3 separate regions of the Zea mays genome follow, and regions 1 and 2 are each linked to region 3. Evidence: chromatin contacts called from public Hi-C data. All regions are on one chromosome and are shown on one strand. Each heading gives the region's core, a stretch centred on a gene start, on an enhancer-like site or on the middle of the called end of the contact. The rest is flanking DNA. Distances are from core to core; before and after follow the strand shown.

The links. Hi-C and Micro-C count contacts between places; a contact is called where the count stands out from the background.
Region 1: a contact with region 3 is called in a Hi-C map of endosperm, with 3 times the contacts expected there. The contact joins the promoter of LOC100193821 here to the promoter of LOC100273038 in region 3. A contact is called at or near these places in 2 of 25 Hi-C or Micro-C datasets (endosperm and leaf).
Region 2: a contact with region 3 is called in a Hi-C map of leaf mesophyll, with 4 times the contacts expected there. The contact joins the promoter of LOC100282647 here to the promoter of LOC100273038 in region 3. A contact is called at or near these places in 9 of 25 Hi-C or Micro-C datasets (bundle sheath, ear, endosperm and 4 more).

The regions. Positions count from the first base shown.
Region 1 is chr1:177,735,120-177,738,818 of Zm-B73-REFERENCE-NAM-5.0, reverse strand. It overlaps LOC100193821, which reads right to left and starts at 1,265. Exons shown (of 6, transcript NM_001367039.1): 1 at 1,038-1,265.
Region 2 is chr1:178,393,916-178,397,252 of Zm-B73-REFERENCE-NAM-5.0, reverse strand. LOC100282647 (protease Do-like 5) reads right to left here and starts at 1,852. Exons shown (of 8, transcript NM_001155555.2): 1 at 1,543-1,852; 2 at 1,283-1,438; 3 at 963-1,025; 4 at 795-884; 5 at 583-705; 6 at 360-447. The coding sequence starts at 1,767.
Region 3 is chr1:178,109,288-178,113,002 of Zm-B73-REFERENCE-NAM-5.0, reverse strand. It overlaps LOC100273038 (hydrolase-like protein), which reads left to right and starts at 2,380. Exons shown (of 10, transcript NM_001147487.1): 1 at 2,380-2,638. The coding sequence starts at 2,433.

The DNA of each region.
Region 1 (3,699 bases), core at 16-2,515, 370 kb after region 3:
CTTGTTGATCTGTCTCCTCGTGGGTCTGCTTCTGATCATGGACTTACGGTCCAGACCTAGGAAAAGACCGTGGCCCAAACGTGACATGCAAATTACGTGACGCTCCCAGCCCAACACTGCTATCGTTTCTCAATTTCTCAATCTAAACTTATGTAATGTGCATTTTTGTTCTTATTAACTAATTATAGTATTGTAGCGTTATTACTTGTTAGTCCGGAAGATTTAGACTGTTCAATATTTTTTTATATTGACATCAAGTGATTGGGACATGAAGCCTTGTTACAAATATGTGACTATCCTCCTCAAATTGTAGACCGAATTAGAAGATCATACATATTGAAGGACCAATCCAGCCTATTATGAATTATGATATATTATCTATCGTTACATCTCGGAATGCAAACCATTTAATATCTTCTATTTTTGTGAACACTTTTTTGTTATCTCTTTATAGTTTATTTTAAATGTTTGCATACGTATTAGGTAATACATTCAGAAAAATATTTGTCGGCGTCAAACAAATTTATGCATGTCATTGTATATATGCAGTTGTTCGTAGTTATTGGTTGGTCATAGACTAGCCTAGGCTCTTTATGAATCCTGGATCCGCAACTGGCAGGAAGCATGGCTAGAAGCTCAGTTGCAACACATGAACTCAGTTGGTCCAGAAACAACCCCTGGAACAGCAGTGTGTCCAAGACAGCCCCTCCCCCTGGAAACACCAGTGTATCCGGGATGCAGGGCATGGGGATCGAGTCGGGGCACTGATTATAGAGAACACCCGTGCAGCCAGCCAGGATGCACCGAAGGCAGATAAAGTGAGCCTGCCCGGCTGCGCCTGCACGCTGGATACTACGAGCCTAATCAGTAATCACATTAGAGGCGGGTGGAGCACTCGAGCGCGCTAAGTAGGGGAGCACCGCAGCAGCGCCACGAAGCGGGCGCGCCTGAGTGACCGGAGGTTATTAGGGTTCTCAATTCAAACTGCCGCAGCAGTGAGGAAGCCCCGCACACCGGAGCAAGCTTGGGTAACTCACCGACATAGGGCGGAACGATCTCGTGGCGGGGACAGGTCTACGCGCCAGTCCAGTTGCAGTAGAGGGCGAGGGCCGGGCCGGGCCGGGCCGGGGACGACGCCTCCCGACGGCGGGGTTAAGGTGGGTGGCGGGGCTGAGCCCCTGCGCGGTGTGGCCCGTCCGTCGCTGGCAGCGAGAACCGCGGCGGCGGTTGGGTAGCGGGCGGGCAAAAAAGGGGAAGTGGGAAAGGAAGGATCGGGAACCCCTACGACCCCCGCACTTGCCCAGATGTGGCTTCTTCTCCATTTTTCCAAAAGAATTTTAGAAATAAAATTGAAATTCGGATGTTATTATTTATCATATTCTAACTTGAATATTATTATAAATATTATCATATACAAATAATTTTAACTAGAATACGAGTATAAATACTACTTTATCCATTCTTTTTATTCTTTTTTATTTGTCATGTTTTAGTTTAAAAATAAACAAATCGACGACAAATATTCGAGAACGAAGGTAATATCAAATATAAATATAATAATATGAATATAAAATAAATAGTTTAAATTTAAGTTTCCATCTTGGAACATAGTGTCGCAATATATAATAATTTTGTTTCATCGACGAATTTATAGTCAATAAAAATTTATATTTCAAGTAAATTATAACTATATTGTATGTATATATATATATATGTTATAAGCATATATGATTAATAAATGAAGATATATTCTTTAGCAATGAAAATAAATACATTAATGCATATAGATATAACGTATTTATTACATAGGTAATCTAATGTGATTATAATTAGTCTTTTAAAATTAAATTAAATTTATCATTGTGTAGTATTCTGAATAATGTACATATTTTTTTCTGGTAGCGTTTTTAAAATTAAAATCATTTGTTGTTAGTGATAATAATACATTTTAAATGGTTTCGTCGATTTTTTTTTTACGAGTATAGATAGTGTTGGATATTCCACGGTTTCGTTGAATACAAATCTATAGTTGGTTAGAGAAAAATATTGAAAGTTGAATTCCCATACATATATTTGATATCTATATTAAAATCGAATGCGAAAATTGACGAGTACCAAGGAACCGAGTATCTTAAGGAGACCTCATCGAGCAACCAGCAAGGCGGGATGGACGACCAAGGCCCCCATCGAACAAACCAGTGAGACGGGACGGACGACCAAGACCTGTCGAGCAACCCAACGAAGCGGGACGGATGGTCAAGTCCCCGCCGAGCAACCCAGCGAGACGGAACGGACGCCTGCGTCTCTGACGACCAAACCCGCAAAAGGAAAGGGCTGACCCGTGTCGGTGTTTGTTACCCGACCGCACACCATGGGGTAACCCTCGTGATGCTTTTAGGGCAGGACGGCGTCGTCGATCATGACTCGATGGTTCGTGCGGTGGCACGACAGGAGAAACACACAAGCTTGTTCAGGTTCGGGCCGCGCGAGAGGCGTAACACCCTACGTCCTGTGATGGTTTTGGTATTGGGATGAGATTACAAGTTGTGGACTTTGAGAATGGTGGGCTAAGGTGAGATGAAAATGGTAGGGGTACCTCTTGGCCTTATATACACGACCAATGATATCTATCCCCGCACAGATGACAAAAGTAATCCATTCGCCTATCTCCCGGTTTGTAGTGAACCGTCCTCCTACATCTTGGGAAATTCCTGCGCTCATCCGCCCGAGTTATCGCTGGAGGCTCAACCTGTCGGGTGGGCACAACCGTCACGCCCGACATACTCGTGCTCTCGTGGCGCCTAACTCGGACGTGGGCCTTTGTTGTATCAGAATGGGCTTGCTTTGCTTGGTTACTCTCGGTCGGCCCACCGTAGGACACCCTAAGGGTGTCTGCTAGGTGGCCCCGGACGTGTTTCCATACGCATGTGGACCCGGGGGATATCCATCCCCACAAGCCCCCGAGCTTTGGATTGATTTTGAGTAATCAAATCAAAGGTCATTACTGAGCGCTTTTGGGTTTGGCGTTCTTCCCTAGGCTTCCCTGAGTCCATTGGGTGCACCTGGGTGTAGCCCCCGAGATTTAAATTGATTTTGAGTAATCGACTCAAAAGAGTTTATTGTTCGCTTTTAAGTTTAGCGTTCTTCCCTGGGCTTCCCTGAGTCCGTTGGGTGCACCGAAGGTGCACCCAATGGGTGTAGCCTCCGAGCTTTGAATTGATTTTGAGTAATCAACTCAAAGGCCATTATTGTTTGCTTTTGAGTTTAGTATTCTTCCCTGGGCTTTCCTGAGTCTGTTGGGTGCACCGAAGATGCACCCAATGGATGTAGCCCCTGAGCTTTGAATTGATTTTGAGTAATCAACTCAAATGTTATTATTGTTCGCTTTTGAGTTTAGTGTTCTTCCCTGGGCTTTCCTGAATCTGTTGGGTGGTGCACCCAATGGGTGTAGCACCCGAGCTTTGAATTGATTTCAAGTAATCAACTCAAATGACTTTTCAACCTGCTCCTAGAAGATTTTGACATAATCTAGCGGTGACGTATGTCCACCGTCAAGTCTGCCGCCTCAGCACTCTTACGCACCAACTGCTCGTTAACACGACGCAGCATGACCTGATGGCACTACAGCACGGCCCAGACGTCGCGTTCACGACAAACGAAGATCGACTTGGCCATCGACTTCGCCATAAGCGCCTGCTA
Region 2 (3,337 bases), core at 603-3,102, 280 kb before region 3:
TTGTTTAGGGTTGTTGAGTCCTTTATGGATAGTTTTATGTACGCTTGTTGTTGCCCTCCGTAAGGAGTGTCTGTTCCCAGGCTCTTTCCTGCCCTTGTTTTCCTACCTTTGATTAATATAATGGGCGCAGTTCTCCTGCGCTTTTCAAGAAAAAAACAGTCATGATTAAAGAATACAATACAACTCAAGGGAGCTCAAGTGAAACAAACGAATGAAATGCTGGCTTCATCAAATTCAGTAATTACCATCATTCACCCAAAAAATCAGTTTGTGAACTTGAACCTTTTTTTAGAAAAGATGATTGGATACTGGAGATGGTATTGAGCCCATACATAATACAAAATGAAGGAAGACATTACCAGCATTTATAGCAGTATCTGTCTGTATAGCCCCACGGATCGCTCTCCCATTGGGAGATGGTATTTCCCTCCCCAATCCACTAATAACCTACAAGAAACTTTAGTGATCGCACATCAGAATACTCTAGATTTGATATACAAGGATGTGTACCAATAACATTATCCATAATTAGACAATGTATTCACATCGGACTGTTGGACTCTTGAGAATTTCAGAAGTTACCCCAGTAGTTAGAGTGTGTTCATATCCATAAGGGTTCCCAATGGCAAAGCAGCTTTGCCCAACTCGCAAACTCCGTGATGTGCCAATCAGAGCAGGCCTCAGCTGGTCCCTGTCAGCATCTATCTGCAGCACTAATCTTGAACTCAAAGACCACAGCTCCGAACCAATTTGACATCACCAGAACTTGAGCCACAGATAATGAAATTCCAAACCTTCAGAACCGCAAGATCATATGCTGGATCACACCCTATTAGCCTCGCTTCCTTTGAGTAACTTTTGCCACCAGAACCCTCCAAAAACACCTGCAAAAACAATGAAGAAATGATTGAAGCGAGTAAACAAGGAGATGAATTGTCATCAGTGTGATACCAGTGGGCAACCTTGCAGCGATGAGATGCAGATCCGTCTCCAGCTAACTTCGCAACCACGTGGTAATTCGTGACCTGATGTGGCAGTGTAAATAAACACAGAATTTTTGAAACTTGAAGCAACGAATTACCATCGATCAGAGGACTACTAAATTCACAGATATACCCCTATAAAGAGCACAAATATTTCAAAGCACCAGGGTAATTATACTACCAAACGCTGCAACATAACAGGATACAAAACAACACAATTATAGAAAGTGCCTTAAAATCTGTAGAACTTACTGAATGTATCAACAACTAGCGTAAACGGGAGATAGGAAGACGCTCACAATGTGGCCCGTGGAGTCCCACACGAATCCCGAGCCTGTGCCCTCCACCTTAGCACCGCCGCCCTCCTCGTCCCCGTCCTCATCCTCACCAACTCTCCGCCCCTGCGGCCCCGCGACGACGAGGTCCTTGATGAACACGACCGACGGCGACGCCTCCTGCATACAGATACAGCCAGCGCACGCGCCGCATCCGGCATCGTCGGCGGTTAGGGTATGTAGGGCTCCGCTCCGGGCGGTGGGAATGGGACGGTTTACCGTACCTGGAATAGGCGGACGATGCGGGCCTCGTCGACGTCCTCGCCGTCGGGCTCGGCGCGGGCGGCGCGCGGGGGCGGGGCGGAGACGCCCGCGGCGAGCAGGAGGACGGCTGCTGCGGCGGTGCGGCGGCCAATGGGTGCGACGGACGGGGAGGAGGGCGGAGGCGGAGGGTTCCGGTGGGGAGGCGATGGGAGGAGGAGGCGAAGCAGCTGCGGCCGGAGCGCCATTGCTGCGCGTGCGCGAAGCCGCGAACCACGAGCCGAGAGCAGGTGTGTCCGATGATGGACTGGGACTGGGAGCGCGCTATCTGATGGGCGATGACGTGGCGATGGCGGAGCCTAGAGCTGGCTGGGACTTGGGCCGTGGCGCCGTGCCATCTGAGGCGGGCTTTTGACACGGCCTAAAACGCCGCACTGTACGGTATGGGCTTGGCATTCTGGCCCTTGCTCGCTCCAAGCATCAGCAGCAACAAAGCTTCCTCTTCCTGGCGGTTCAGCAACATAAGCTTGTTATTGTTACGTGCGTCCACAGGCCACAGCAGGCTCAAAAGCAAAAGAAGCAAATATGTTCAAGTTTTGACATTACAAGGAAAGCAATTGTGCCTACACATGCCAATCGGCGTGACGAGTACTCGAACCCAACCCAAACCTCTGTGTGGCAAACACGCAGTATTTTACGCTCGTGTATTTCACGCTGCAAACACTGTTTTGGTTTCTGTGTTTGACAATTTAAAAACTAAAATAGAATAAAACTATGTGCGTGCCCGTGCGTTGCAATAGGAGTACGCTAGGATGAGCACGATACATATCTGAGCGGATCTTATATTTCCTTGTGGGTCTGGAGAAAGTTTGCTCGGAAGCCTATCTAGTTAGATGTCCGTGCGTTGCAACGCAAAAATATTGGACAAAATGTCTGGTTATCTATGTGTTCAATAGTATATCCGAAAGAGAAGCATAAAAAAGCAGATAAGTGAGCGAGTGAAATAGAGACAGATGCAAGTGCACCGTACAAAAAAGCATACATGTGTACAATGGCCATGATACAAATAATAGCTTGCAAGTTTATAAAAAAATAGAATACAACAGAATTGGACATTAGCATACACCGTTTTAATGGTTGCACATATAAATACAATCTTCCAGCGAATTTAAGTTCAAGTAGTGGCACCAATGGCAGCCATCCCGTTCTTCCCTTTGAAAAGCATCACCAGTGAAATCACAAACCTGTGGCCCAAGAATTTTGACATTAGTGCTATTTCAAGCTTTCACAAAAACAAGTAACATCTTTATAGGTCGTCAAAAATTTAGCATTAGTCCAGAATCACGAATCTTTGTAGCACGTTTTCTGCATTATATGTTTAATAAACGCATAAAGACATGTCTACAACAAATATACTGAACCAGCCATATGGATTTACTTACCCAACTAACAGCAAGACGAGTGCCACAACCCACAAAATATACTTGTATGCTTTGTACTTGGGAGGTTGGTTAGTGTGTGGCAACTCATGACTTTCCATCCAGCTAAATTGAGGCCTTGCCAACAGAACAAAACCCAAGAGGAAACCCGTCGCGAATCCACCAATGTGAGCAAAGTTGTCAACGTGAGGTAGTATCCCAATAGCCAAATTGAGTGCAATAATAAACAACAGTGTTATTATAGCTGCTGCCTGCAAGAGCAAATTAAGTAGATGAGCTAAGCGATTATCAATCAACTGGATAAAATAAAATGTTATTCATTTATTGCTTATACTGGCCTTATTGGAGTATATAGTCCAGTTCATGAGTAGTTCAGAAA
Region 3 (3,715 bases), core at 1,131-3,630:
AAAGTACTATGCTAAGCCTAATCCTCGTTGGTGTTGTTTGTGTCGATCAACGTTGGTGTTGTTTGTGTCGATCTGCCCAAGGTTGATCAGGTGGCCGTTGGGTGCATGGGACGGGTCCAGAATCCAATCGAATATCGGGTCGGTCTAGTAGATATAATTTTTTTATTTTGATAAAAAACAACAAATATAAGTACAGATATATGGATACGCCTGGCGGCCCAGGGCCGTGAGGTATGCTTATACTATCAAAAGGGGCGTACAGTCATATTGATGACTACTGCATGTGCTACTAGCGATGTCTCCTGCCGTGGTCGACGTATGCTCGCGATACCGGTCCAGGATTCGGGTTCGATTAGCGGGGCAGTCGCTCCGCCTCGAAGCTAGGCCTGCAAATGGGGTGAATGTAAATGGGTATTTTAGGTGGGTTTAAGAAATGGTTTTATTTTGGTGGTGTCAACTACAAAGTTTCATAATTCTTCAATACCTACAACTTTTATGTTGGTGGTTTTTTCTTTCGAGGTTGTTTTCAAAATTCAAATTTTAAATTTTTTAAATTCGGGCATAGTTTTCGTTGACAATATGACTTCAAATGAAAAAGTTGTCAACTACAAACTTCTATAACTTTTCAAGATCTACAAAGTTTATTTTGGTTGTTTGATCATTTGTTCATCTCACATGATAGTTCTAACAATATGCACAAATTCTATACATATTTCTTGTAGTTCCATAAACTATGAGAGAGATATAGGTTTTATGAACAAATTTATTTTTAGTTTATCATATGAAGAAATGTTCAAAATATAAAATGTAAATCATGATGAGTTATACAAATTTGTAGTTGAAAACTTTTTCATTTGAATTAATTTACTGCTTTAAAATGTGATTTTTAAAATGTGTATGCAGTTGGCTTAATGTGAGACAATAAGCTAAACCCGCGGGTTTTCCATGGTTTTCCATCCAATTAGGGCTTGTTCGGTTATTCCTAATACACATGGATTGAATGGGATTGGAAAAAATTGAGAAGAAGTTTGACTTGTTTGGGATTCAAACCCATCCAATCCCACTCAATCCACATGGATTGAGAGCTAACCGAACAAGCCCTTATGGGTTGGTTTGGGATCAATAATGTTATTGGATGGGTTGGGTTTAACTTCCCTCTAGTATTTTTGGTTGGGTGTGGGATGGATATCAAAGTAATTAGATTTGGGTATGAGTGGGAGTGGATTGGATTTTTTGCCATTAGCAGGCCTAATCGAAGCCTTGCTTGCCGGAGAATTAGTCGTCATGTCTCGCAGGATTCGCATGGCAGGGACTTGGTCAGTTGCTCCGCCTCGCAGGCTTTGCTCGGCGGGATAATGGTCGGTCGCTCATCGTAGACTTGCTTGGCGGAGACTTGTTGTCTTGGCTCGCAGGCTTTGTTCGGTGGGGACCTGGTCGATCGTCTGCCTTGCAAACTTGCTCGGTGGGGACTTGGTCGTTCGACATTGCAGGATTTGCTCAGCGAGGACCTGATCGGTCGTGTCGCCTCACAGATTTGCTCATCAACTTTACTCGGCGGGGATCTAGTCGATCACTTCGCCTCGTAGACTTGCTCGGGAGAGGGAGACTTGGTCGTCCTGCCTCACAGGCTTTACTCTATGAGGACCTAGTGAACCGGATTAGAACAGTGGTTACAGGCTTACTCTGGATACCCTCATCTTAGGTATCCGACAAGTTCTCTGCTATATTTAAGTGCAAGTTTATTTATGTGTTACCTCTTCCAGCGAGCGCAATGAACGAGTAGGATGCGAGTATTCGAACACTACTCACTTGGTATAAAGCATTTGGCTTCTACCACTACAACCCATATTTGTTTATGTTATACAAAAGAGATATATTGTAAATATACATATATAACAAATTGTAAATAAAAATATATAATCATGTTTAAATTAATATATCATTTAAATAAGGTATATATATATGATATATAGAAATGTATATTACAACTAACTAGTATATTTTTATACAAATCTGACGAAGTATTATACTCTTTCCGTTCATAAATATATAATATTGTTGACTTTTTAAAAAATTCTGACTACAAGACTTATTCAAAAGAATAATGAGTTACTATTTATTTTTTTAATTTGTTTTATTATTTAAGATAGTTTGTGTTTGTCTTAAAATTTTATATTGTTAAATAAAACGAGTGGTTAAATTTTCGAAAAAAGTATCATATACTTATGAACGGAGGTCACAATTGTAAAATCGCAGGACTGGAAATAGTTTATTGTGCACGTGGCTGCGTGCTAAACCATCTTCCAGGCAAGCAAATTCTGCGCACCTCCTCCCAGTGATCCCGTTCCTATTCTGCTGTTACTTTGTCTCCGCAGGCCCCACATTCTCCGTCTCGCCACGGTCGCGGTCGTGGTCTCGCTCCGGCAAACCCAATGGCCGCCGCCGTCCCCAACGGCCACACCGCCGCCGCCGGAGACGACGACGCACCACCCGCCGCTTCGTCGTCGTTGGTGTTCCTGGGCACGGGGTGCTCGAGCGCGGTCCCGAACGCGCGGTGCCTGATCCAGCCCCCCGACCCACCCTGCCCCGTCTGCTCCCAGTCCCTTTCCGTCCCGCCCGAGTTAAACCCTAACTACAGGTGCCGCCTCGCCTCCTCTCGCCCATCCTCCCTAACCTTGTGAGACTTTACCGTCGTGTTGCGGCGGGGGGTGAGCGTGGTGGTGTTTAGCGTGTTTACTATCATCACGGGGTCGGTGCGGATCTGTGATGGTATGAGATCGGAGAGGTTTGGCCTGGTTACTGCTATTAAATTATGCGGGAATGTTTCATCCTTAGGCCTTGTTCGTTTACATCGGATTGTACCCGAAATTGTTCCGGCTAATCAAAGTTTATATAAATTAGAGAAGCAATCCGGCTCGGAATCGTTCCGACCTACCAATCCGACACAAACGAACAAGGCCTTAGGGTGATTTGGTGTTGCATAGATATTTTGTTTTGTCTGAGAATTGTTGGTGCATTAGCATATATTTTATCTAGTTGTTCACAACATGCATTTGGAGCAGTATGAAGCTGGAATGCTGTGAAAAGGGAAATATTAGGATGTACCAGATTAGATGATCAAATATGTGGGTATGCGATAGGCCAGAGTCAACTTAGAATTCTCCATGGACTGGCAAATATATTTGAGATCAAATGAATTGGATTCACAGGTTATGCACATTTTTATTTTTACACACTTCTTGGCCGGGCTTCCTATTTCATCTATAAGATGTGGTAATTGATATCTTATTGACTTGCTTATTTCCAGTTTTTGTTTCTACATTGGACTGCTAGGCGCCATGGCAGAAATCACGGTTCACCTTTTCCACTCTGTTTTTCCTTTGTACTGTATACAGGAGACACAGTAGTATTGTGGAGGCTTAGATTATATGTGATTAAGTGAGGTTAGAACATTATTCCTTTTTGTTCAAGAAAGATAATGTATATGATGAAACCAGTACCTACGCAAAAGAAGAAGGCACATACATTAGATGCAATTGCACAATGTCGTGAAAGCAGGATATGTGAACCCAGGATATCTTAACCTTTAGATTACAAAAAGAAGTTGTATATGGTATTTTACATCTTCTGGTAAATCAAACGTACTTTTATGTATTTTTAGATTATGATGAAACTTTGAAATGTTTGATCTCTGTTCATGCTCATACTTTTGGCT